Regions from separate parts of the Callithrix jacchus genome. Here region 2 is linked to region 1. Evidence: chromatin contacts called from public Hi-C data. All regions are on one chromosome and are shown on one strand. The core of a region is the stretch at or near the end of the contact, and the rest is flanking DNA. Distances in the headings are between cores, read along the strand shown. Region 1 overlaps ABCB4 (ATP binding cassette subfamily B member 4). Region 2 overlaps TMEM243 (transmembrane protein 243).

Region 1 (5,281 bases), core at 1,359-3,858:
ACATTGCATCTGTGAAAACATACCTGCATCCCCAGTGCCCATCCACAAAGCAGATAAGTTGATTACTTGTTTCTGGAATGTTGGTTCAGGTGAGCAGCAGAAGCATGAGAGTCTAAAGGCACAATGAAGAAAAGTCTGCAGAGCCTCATGAGTGAAGCTCAGGTGTCATGGGTTTACCGTAATGAAAGTGAGCCAGTGCCAGCTCAGGCACAGAACCCACTCATCATTCTGACCAAGAGCTCATGGATTTGGAGCTGAAAACTACAGTTGCCCTGTTCTTTTTCTTTCCCAGGCCACAGGAACCAGGTTGGCTTTAATTGCACAGAATGTAGCTAACCTTGGAACTGGTATTATCATATCATTTATCTACGGTTGGCAGTTAACCCTACTGCTATTATCAGTTGTTCCAATTATTGCTGTATCAGGAATTGTTGAAATGAAATTGTTGGCTGGAAATGCCAAAAGAGATAAAAAAGAACTGGAAGCTGCTGGAAAGGTAGGTCAAATAAGGTTTCGGTTTTTGTAAGTGTTGTTTTTAGATATGAGTTTTATTTGATTTATTTTTGATATGCAGGCTTTAATAATTAAATGTTTGTGCTTACTACAACTAATAATTATAAATGGTGTATGAAATATTTTGCTGTATTATGTCTAGAACTTAAATAGGAGGTGATTAACATAAAGCTTTTAGCCTATAGAAAGCATTTAACATAATTATGATAAAGAACTTCCGAATATTCAAAGTGAATCTCATTTTACTTCATATCCCAATGCTACTGTTTGAACAAATGTCATCCATGTTTCACAAACCTTCATGCCAAAGACTGTAAGTGAATTGTTCAAGGTCAGACATTTGCTGGTATTTTTAAGAGACCCTTTTCTTCTTGGCTGTGATTTCTATAATTAAGGTGGGTGGCCACCAGATGGCAGTAGTGCCTCGATTTTTGCGGTTCTCACTATAATGCAATTGGGCTTAACATTTACTTGAGCCTTACAAATGTGCCAGTTGTTGTGCTGCATATTTACATGCACCAATTTATTACATCTTCACAATAATCCTATAAGAAGGGAAGGAATGTTACCCCCATTTCAGAAATGCTGAACCTGAGGTCGAATCAGAAATTAGAGATTTGGCTGGGATTCAAGTTCAGGTCTAGTTTCAAAGCTCTTATCTCTACTATATGGTTTCTTTATATGTGTTTAAGTATGTCTAAATCTACACATAAACACATTATTCAAACATACTTGTACTTAAATGCTTAAATGTAGATTAAGCCCATGAACATTTTGAGTCTTATTTATGTAATTATTATCCTTTATTGAAACATGAGGAAGTGAAGCAGATAATACATATGAATTGTGATATAGTTTCTATAGCATTGCACTTTACAAAGCCCTGTTACACACATTACTGCAACTGACTTTCCCTAGTTATGAGAAGCGGAACAGACAGTATCTCTTTAGGGAAGAAGGCATCAGAGACTGGGTGAGTGACTTGCTCCAGAGGTGCGTTATTAAAGAGGAAGATGAACATTTGGACCAACGGTGTTTCCACTAAACCAATTATGTCCAGTGAAATCCTTTTCTGTTTTCTTGTAACTGGCATCAGCTTCCGCTGTGTGCAACATTAGGTCTAACGGTATCATCTCCAGGTTTCCATCAGAATGCACTCTACTCATTTTCACCCTGCATTGTCTCCAGGATTTGGAGCTCACTAGGACAATATATGGTTCCCAGGACTTGGGAACCTCTGGGTGTCCAGAGTTCTTGAAGATCCTCTTGGCTGCTGGCTGTGGGTACTTTAGGACATCATTTCCTTGACTTCTGAGCGACTCAACTAACTGCCTAACTAACCCTGACCCTCAATCCCGCTTCTTTCCACATTTCAGATAAGAGAATGGTCAGTTAGATGGAATGAAAATAAACTTTTCTTAGACAAGTTACCTGATAGAAAACATCTTGAATCTAGTTAAGATAATAGTCTTAACCCCATTAAAAATGACTAACAACATTGAAATTTGTCAGAATTTTGTCAGAGTAAAGCAGTTAGAATTGAGCAGTATTGAAACAAAACAAAATCTTGGGTTATTAGTCTTGGCCTTGCTACTCACAATGTGTGAGGATGGAGAAGATCCCAACTTATGTGGTCCTCACATTCCACCTTAGTAAAATGAGAAATTATACCAGATACTGTCCCGAGTTCCTTCCAGCTAAAGCCCTGTTATTCTTAGGATCAGAGATTAAATAACTCAGACTGGCCAGTTTAATTTTTTTAGTAGCCACTTTAACCTAATAGGGCTTTTAAAAACATGAAAGATTAAACAGTTTTTTAAATGTTAATATCAGCAGTTCAGTTTTAGTTCGGTGTTGTTTACTCAGTCAGCACTTGATTAACTGAGAATGAGGGTTGGAAAGAAGGTCCTGAGAAAATCCCAAATCACTGTTTATGTAAAAAGAAATGCTCTCATTTACCTGGGTACAGTTTCATCATCGTTAAAGTACATCAGGGTTTGAGGTATTCCCATCCCAATTTTCCAAAAAGGGCTTGGAAATGAGGGTGTTGGTTGCTGGACAGGGAGTGGGGAGGGAAGGCTGCCTCATAACCATCTTGACCCAGGCCCTATCTGGTCACTGAGATTAGAGGCCCTCTGTGCCAGAGCTAACCCACAAAGCAATTGACCAATGACCAGAACGGCAAGAGGAGTGCCAAGTCATTAAAAACTAGTTTCTCCTTGTGTAAATTACACAGAAGGGGTAGCAAAATAGCATAATGGCTTAGGAACATGGACTTGGCATCAGATAGCCTGGCTTGGAATTCCATCTCTGCCATTTATTAACTTTAGAACTTAAGGCAATTCAGTTAACTTCTATGTGCCTCTGTTTTCTCATCTGTGTGAATAGAAATAATATTTACTTTTCAGGGTTGTGAGGCTAAATGATATCATATCGGTGAATGAGGTAACACTTGGACATAGTAAAAGCTCAGTAATTTTTCTCTATTCCTGTAATTATTGCTGTCTGTTTTATCTTTATTACAAATGAAACATCTATGGTTATTCAGTCTCAAGCATCAAATATCTTCCTTTTACCTCATTACAGAAGCTGAGAACTGAGGTAAAAAAAGTTTTAAAGCTGTTAAAGCCTAAAATTCAGATTTTATTCTCCCTTGCTGATGGTTTAGATGACTCAGCTACAGAACTATGATTTAGACTAAATAGCCAAGTCACAATGAACAGTTTTCAAGGATGATTTAGCTGTAAGAATGAGAAAACTGCTCTGGCTGGTTTGGGTAAAAGCAATTTGATATAAGAACACTCCTCCGAAGTGCAAGAAGTGCAGGCTGTTTGTGTTTAACCAGCCCTTTCAGCCACAGGCTCTAATATCTGAGTCTATATGTGCCTATTCAGTTTTTCAACTGCTGTATATTCAGGCCAGCTTCTTACACATATGCAATGTGACATTAGCCTCTGGAGCCACAGAGCCTCACAGTTCAAACTTGTGTCCAGGGCCAGGAAACCAAATCTGATTGACCCAGATTAGTCAAGTGTCTGCCTCTGATTTAATCATGGATTTAAAGTAGGCACATGTTGTTTACAATTGGGATCTCCTTCCCATTGTGGCTGGACAGCTTTTCTAAGAAGTTATACCCAGGGAGGAAATAATTGGCAGCTCCAACAGGCCCTTACAAATCACAGCCTAATCCTTTCTTCTAGGACTCTGCCTTGTGAAGAAAGCCAGGCCACAAAGGGGTTGTGACTAAGGCCAGTCATCTAACTGCCTGGTGGCAGGCTGGGAATAGAACCAGGCCCTTGGTTCCCAGGCCATGTTCTTGCCCTAAGCTGATCGGCCTTCCTGGGCATACAAAGACTTGCCTACCATACTTAGCACAGCCAGAAGTACCAATTTTGTCATTAAGCTAGTCTTGAACATATTATGCCTTTTGTAAAGGAAATTAAAGCCTATCGATCGACATAACCTTCAGGATACTTTTGACAGAGCCCTAGGGCTTATTTTTCATTATTTTGGAAGTAAAAGCACCACTTCTAATGGAGGTCTATTCTGTGTTACAGATTGCAACAGAGGCAATAGAAAATATTAGGACAGTTGTGTCTTTGACCCAGGAGAGAAAATTTGAATCAATGTATGTTGAAAAACTGTATGGACCTTACAGGTAATGAACCATATAATTCCTGCTAAGAACATACTGCTTTCCTAAGTTTGAGTAATTGTCCCCAAAAGATAATAAAAGTTCTGCTGCTCCAAACAATGATATGACTATAAGGCTGACCTTTTTCAGTAATTCTGCCACTGAAAATAAGTAGCTTTTTGATGTGACTACAACACAGGATTATATTTTTTACATCTTATGAAAACAGTAATAACAGGTCTCCAAGAGGTAAGAGATACAGAGAATTGCACAGTCTTTGGTCATCAGAGCAGGCAACATGAAGACCCATCTGGGTGACTTAGGACAAACAGTTCTTTAAGGAATTGCTCAAGCCCTTATTTTCTTTGCATTGTGTAGACTGAACCAAAAGTGAGACTTGCTATTGGGTATGTTCCAGAGGAAAATGTTTCATTTGTTCTCTGAATGAGGACCAGGTCCAACCTACTCTGAAGATAAAGAACAGCCTATTTCAGTGGTTCATAGTTGAGCAATTCAAGAATCTCCTAATGGTACCGTTTGCCAGTCATTTTCACAGCAGCCCAATTTTATAAATGATTATGTTTTAACACAAACAAAATTGAGCACAACTTAGATTACAGCATTGCAGACTGGAACGGTAGTTTTGAACACTTGCAAATTTGAAAAGATAACTTCGGAAGTCTCAATTTATGCCATGTCCTCAGTTATGCATACTTAATATGTTACTAAAGAGCATGCAGCTACATCTTTGTGTCCATTTGATGTTTGACATATAAATATGTATGTACCATTAATGATGACCTATTTTTAACTTCAAGGAGGGTTAAGGAAAAATAGAAAGCTGAAGCTAATTATTAATTTGGTTATAATGTAAAGATTCAGTAGCATCACAAATTGTTCAGTTATGTTAAGCTTTGTAACACCATGTTGACAGCCCATAAGTTAAATCATCCAAATCAGTAGTACTTTGAATTTTTCCTTTTGCCAAAAATGGCTTCATATTTGAGAGTAATTAAATTATAGTTCTTTTGGAGGATTCAGAAGCCTAATAAAGTATAGCATGAGGTTTAATTAGAAATGGTGCAAATAAATTATATATGAGGGTGGACAGGATCTAGCTTGGGGAAGGACTTC
Region 2 (5,281 bases), core at 1,056-3,555, 140 kb after region 1:
TAGTTAGCTCTTGTTGTATTGATCCTTTTACCATTATGTAATGCCCTTCTTTGTCTCTTTTGATCTTTGTTGGTTTAAAGTCTGTTTTATCATAGACTAAGATTGCAACCCCTGCTTTTTTTTGCTTTCCTTTTGCTTGGTAAATATTCCTCCATTCCTTTATTTTGAGTCTATGTGTGTCTTTTCATGTGATATAGGTCTCCTGAATACAGCACACCACTGGGTCTTGACTCTTTTTCCAATTTGCCAGTCTGTGTCTTTAATTGGGGCCTTTAGTCCATTTACATTTAAGGTTAATATTGTTATGTGTAAATTTGATACTGGCATTATGATGCTAGCTGCTTATATTGTCTGTTAGTTGATGCAGTTTCTTCATAGCATCAATGGACTTTACAATTTGGTGTGTTTTTACAGTACTGGTACTGGTTGTTCCTTTCCATGTTTAGTGCTCTTCCTCAGCAGCTATTGTAAGACAGGCCTGGTTGTGACAGTATCTGTCAGCTGTTATTTGTCCATAAAGAATTTTATATTTTCTATGCTTATAAAGCTTAGTTTGGCTGGATATAAAATTCTGGGTTGAAAATTCTTTCCTTTAAGAATGTTGAACATTGGCCCCCACTCTCTTCTGGCTTGTATGGTTTCTGCTGAGAGATAGCTGTGAGCCTGATGGGCTTCCCTTTGTAGGTAACCTAACCTTTCTCTCTGGCTGCCCTTAGCATTTTTTTTCTTCATTTTAACCATTGTGAATCCGATAATTATGTGTCTTGGGGTTGCTCTTCTTAAGGAGTATCTTTGTGGTTTTCTCTATATTTCCTGAATTTGAATGTTGGCCTGACTTGCTAGGTTAGAGAATTTCTTTTGGATAATATCATGAAGAGTATTTTCCAACTTGGTTTCATTCTCCTTGTCACTTTCAGGTAAACCAGTCAAATGTAGGTTTGGTCTTTTCATATAGTCCTATATATTGTTCATTCCTTTCATTCTTTTTTCTCTAATCTTGTATTCTCACTTTATTTCATTGTGTTGAGCTTTAATCTCTGATATTCTTTTTCTGCTTCATTGATTTGGCTATTGAAACTTGTATATGCTTCATGAAGTTCTTGCGCTGTGTTTTTCGGCTCCATCAGGTTGTTTATGTTCTTCTCTAAACTGGTTATTCTAGTTTGCATTTTTTTTAACCTTTTTTCAAGTTTCTTAGTTTCCTTGCATTGGGGTAGAACATCCTGCTTTAGCTCAGAGAAGTTTGTGATTACTCACCTTCTGAATCCTGTTTCTGTCAGTTTATCCAACTTTCTCCATCCAGTTTTGTCCTCTTTCTGGGCAGGAGTTGTGATCCCTTGGAGGAGAATAGGCATTTTGGTTTTTGGAATTTTAGGCTTTTTGCACGGTTTCTTCTCATCTTCATGAATTTATTTACCTTTGGTCTTTGAAGTCGGTGACCTTCAGAGGGGGTCTCTCAGTGGATGTCCTTTCTGTTGATGTTGAAACTATTTCTTTCTGTTTGTTACTTTTCCTTCTAACAGTCAGGCCTCTCTGCTGCAGGTCTGCTAGAATTTGCTGGAGGTCCACACCAGACCCTTCTTGCCTGGGAATCACCAGCAGGGGCTGCAGAACAGCAAAGATTGGTGCCTATATCTTCCTCTGGTAGCTTCATCCCAGAAGGGTACCTACCAGATGCCAGTCAGAGCTCTCCTTTATGACATGTCTGCCAGCCCCTACTGGGAGTTGTCTCCCAGTCAGGATACACGGGGGTCATGGAGTCACTTGAGGAGACAGTCTGTCACTTATCAGAGCTGGAACACTGTGCTGGGAAATCCACTGCTCTTTTCAGAGCTGCCAGGTTTAAATCTGAAGTTTAAGTCTGCTGAAGCTGTACTCACAACAGCCTTTTTTCTAAAGTGCTCTGTACCAGGAAGTGGGGCTTTATAAGTCCCTGAGGGGCTGCTACCTTTTTTCAGAGATGCCCTACCTAGCAGGGAGGGAGTCTGGTGACACAGTCTGCCTGCAGAGGCCTTGCTGAGCTACTGTGGGCTCTGCCCAGTCACTGTGTAAACTTCCTGGAGACTTTGTTTACACAGGTGAGGTTGAAATCGCCTACTCAAGCCTCAGCAATGGCAGATGCCTCTCCCACAACTGAACTTGAATATCCCAGGTTGAGCTCAGACTTCTCTGCTGGCTATGAGAATTTCAAGCCAGTGGATCTTAGCTTGCTGGTCTTCATGGGTGTGGGACCCACCAAGCTAGATGATCACTTGGCTCCCTAGTTTCCAGGATAGTAAATGGTTCTTCTGGCTGGCTTTTTAGGCACCACTGGGGTATGAAAATAAAACTGCTGCAGCTAGCTTGGTGACCTCCCAAATGACCTCCCAGTTTTGTGCTGTAAACCCAGGGCCCTGGTGTTATAGGCACCAGAGGAAATCTCCTGGTCTGTGGGTTGTGAATACTGTGGGAAAAAAGCACAGTGTCTTGGTCAGAGTGCTGGGGACAGTTCCTAGTGGCTTCACCTGGCTGGGAGAGGGAGTTCCCCATCCCCTTGGGCTTCCCAGGTGAGGTGACATCCCAACCTGCTTCAGCTCACCCTCCTTGGGCTGTACCCACTGTCCAACCAGTACCAATGATATGAACCAGGTGCTTCCATTGGAAATGAGGAGATCACCCCCCTTCTGAGTTGATGTCACTGGGAGCTGCACACTGGAGCTGTTCCTATTCGGCCATCTTGCCAGCAACTCATAATGTTTAAATATATGTATACTTAAAATCAGACTCATTAAAGTGTCTTTTCTACAATATGTAGTCTATCTCTGATGGCTCCTTTTTAGAAACATAAACTCCAAGCAGAAGCACTGATTGTCAGTTTGCCTTTATTTTGAACAAAATCAAATTCTTAGAGATTAGTTTTTATAAGCAGTAGATGAGCAGTTTAAAAATTTAACTTCTCTCTGTGCAGAACACACTCCCATAACTGGGTTGAGGAGGTGTTTTTTTTTTTCTTTCTGCGTATATAACCTCCATATTTATTTATTTATTTGTTTGTTTTGAGATGCAGTTTCACTCTTGTTGCCCAGGTTGGAGAGTGCAATGGCATGATCTTGGCTTACTGCAACCTCTGCCTCCCAGGTTCAAGCAATTCTGCCTCAGCCCCCCAAGTCGCTGAGATTACAGGCACATGCCACCTTGCCTGGCTAATTTTGTCTTTTTAGTAGAGAAGGGGTTTCTCCATGTTGGCCAGGCTGGTCTTGAACTCACGATCTCAGGTGATCTGTCTGCCTCGGCCTCTCAAAGTGCTGGGATTACAGGCGTGAGCCAGCGCGCCCAGCCTAACCTCTACATTTATAAAGGCCATTCATTGTGATCATTTTTCCCCCAGTGGAAGAAAATAATCTGAGGAGAAATATGTCATATACCTAAAGAGCAGTTAAATATGCCTTTAGAGCCTGTTTCCTGCCTGCCTCTGTGCTCTATTGCTTTCCCTCATCAGATCACCTGGTGAAGGCAGTCAGTCCCCATGGCTCCAGTCTCTGAAGCAGTCCCTTAAATGCCAAGTGTTGACTTTACTTTTTCAAAACATTTTGACAGATTTCTTCTTGGAGATGAGATGTCTAGAACAATTTTATCCTGAAAGAAAGCAAGACATATATTGCCCTCCACTCCCACTTTGAAAAGTTCTTAGCATATACATATATTTTACTAAGAATCTTAAAATACCTGACTGTAAGAGGAATTAATTTTAAAACAATGTCAATAGTGTAAACATAATTTGAATAGCTGATCAAATCTCCTCTGGGTAATGATATGAGGAAAATACACACTTGGCCACAGCCAGCTAACTTCTTGGTTTTAGATTTAAAGGAAATAGATTTAGTGAGGAGCAGGGTTCTCCTTCCAGTACCAGTTGTGATGGAGTGACACCTTCTGGCACACATGCAGTCCTGCATGCTAACGGGCTCCCCTTCTAGGAGGCCCTCTTCAAAACACCTCTGTCAACTCCACTGACCCAAGTTTGGTCCCATCAAAAGGGTCAAAGGTAGGGGAGAGTGTTGGCTACAGAGTTAATAATTTCCATTGCTCTCTTTACATATCATTCCTGGCTGGCCATTGGCCTTTTAGAAAAAAATCAGCCTCAAGTATCCAGATCATCTAACATTATTGGAAGTATTAGCCACATCCTCTCCACTCTTCACTCCTTGTCTCACCTGAAAGGAAACTTTATAGGACCAAAAAGTCAATAGAGTCTTTGTAACAATGATCAGTCCAGAGCTCATTTTGGGTGACACAGGTAACATACCAGCTGTTAAAGGCATTTCATCTCATATTATTCTGGTGGGCCCCAAGGCGATGGTGGCTGGGGTAGAATGGAGGGGCGTGGAGAACACAAACACAATAGTGGAATTCCTAACTTCAGATGAGAAAAACAGTGTATGGATACTTTAGTGTGTTAGTTTGCTAGGGCTGCCACTACAAAGTACCACAAACTAGGTGGCTTAAACAGTAGAAATGTCTTGTTTGACAGTCCTGGAGGCTAGAAGTCCCAGATCAAGGTGTCAGTAGGATTTTTCCCTCAGAGGGCTGTGCAGAAGAATCTGTTTATGCCTCTCTGCCAATTACTAGGGGTTTTTTGAAAATCTTTGGTGTTTCTTGAGTTGTACAGATTTCTGCCTTCATGTTCACATGGCATCCTCCCTGTGTGTGGATGTCTCAGTCGTGACATTCTTTTATAAAGACATGAGTCATAATGGATTAGGAGCCCACCCTACCGTAGTATGACCTCATCTGATGTAAGTACATCCACAATTACAGATATATTCCAAATAAAGTAACATTTGAAGGTACTGGAGGTTAAGGCTTTGATATATGAATTTTGGTAAAGACACAATTCAAGTCATAACATTAAGAAAATATTTTCTTATTTAATCTGTTCTCCAAAAAGTTCAATAACTCTATGAGAAACATGCATGTGCTTATTCTAATAGGTCTCATGACTAAAGAACATGATGGTATGCCAACAGGTTATACTGGAGAGAGTATTGAGAAACAAATCAGGACACAAGCCCACAGTAGTCCTCAGTACTTAGAGCAGCAGTGATTCTTGCCTGCCCCCTGCTATACAAGCTGAGCATATCATTACTAAAAGCCTTGCCTCATCTCTGGGACCCCTCTAGACTGAATGACACAAACTTGTTGAAGTACAGGGTTGGAATGAAAATGGATTCAGGATTTATAACTGCTCCCTGTGGGTAGGGGCTGTGTGCCTGAGAGGGATTGTTGGAATTGATCTGGAAAC

The links. Hi-C and Micro-C count contacts between places; a contact is called where the count stands out from the background.
Region 2: a Hi-C map of induced pluripotent stem cells shows a contact between it and region 1, with 4 times the contacts expected there. The contact joins two enhancer-like sites. A contact is called at or near these places in 2 of 3 Hi-C or Micro-C datasets (induced pluripotent stem cells and skeletal muscle).

Annotation. Positions count from the first base shown.
Region 1 is chr11:62,357,288-62,362,568 of calJac240_pri, forward strand. It overlaps ABCB4 (ATP binding cassette subfamily B member 4), which reads left to right. Exons shown (of 28, transcript XM_078342960.1): 21 at 293-496; 22 at 4,071-4,171. Among named protein-coding and RNA genes, the nearest start is that of ABCB4, 54 kb to the left of the region's middle. Within about 2 kb of position 2,609, at least 4 of the 16 cell types and tissues checked have an H3K27ac peak or open chromatin away from gene starts, as enhancers often do.
Region 2 is chr11:62,500,991-62,506,271 of calJac240_pri, forward strand. The region is part of intron 1 of TMEM243 (transmembrane protein 243); the gene reads left to right. Among named protein-coding and RNA genes, the nearest start is that of TMEM243, 52 kb to the left of the region's middle. Within about 2 kb of position 2,306, at least 2 of the 16 cell types and tissues checked have an H3K27ac peak or open chromatin away from gene starts, as enhancers often do.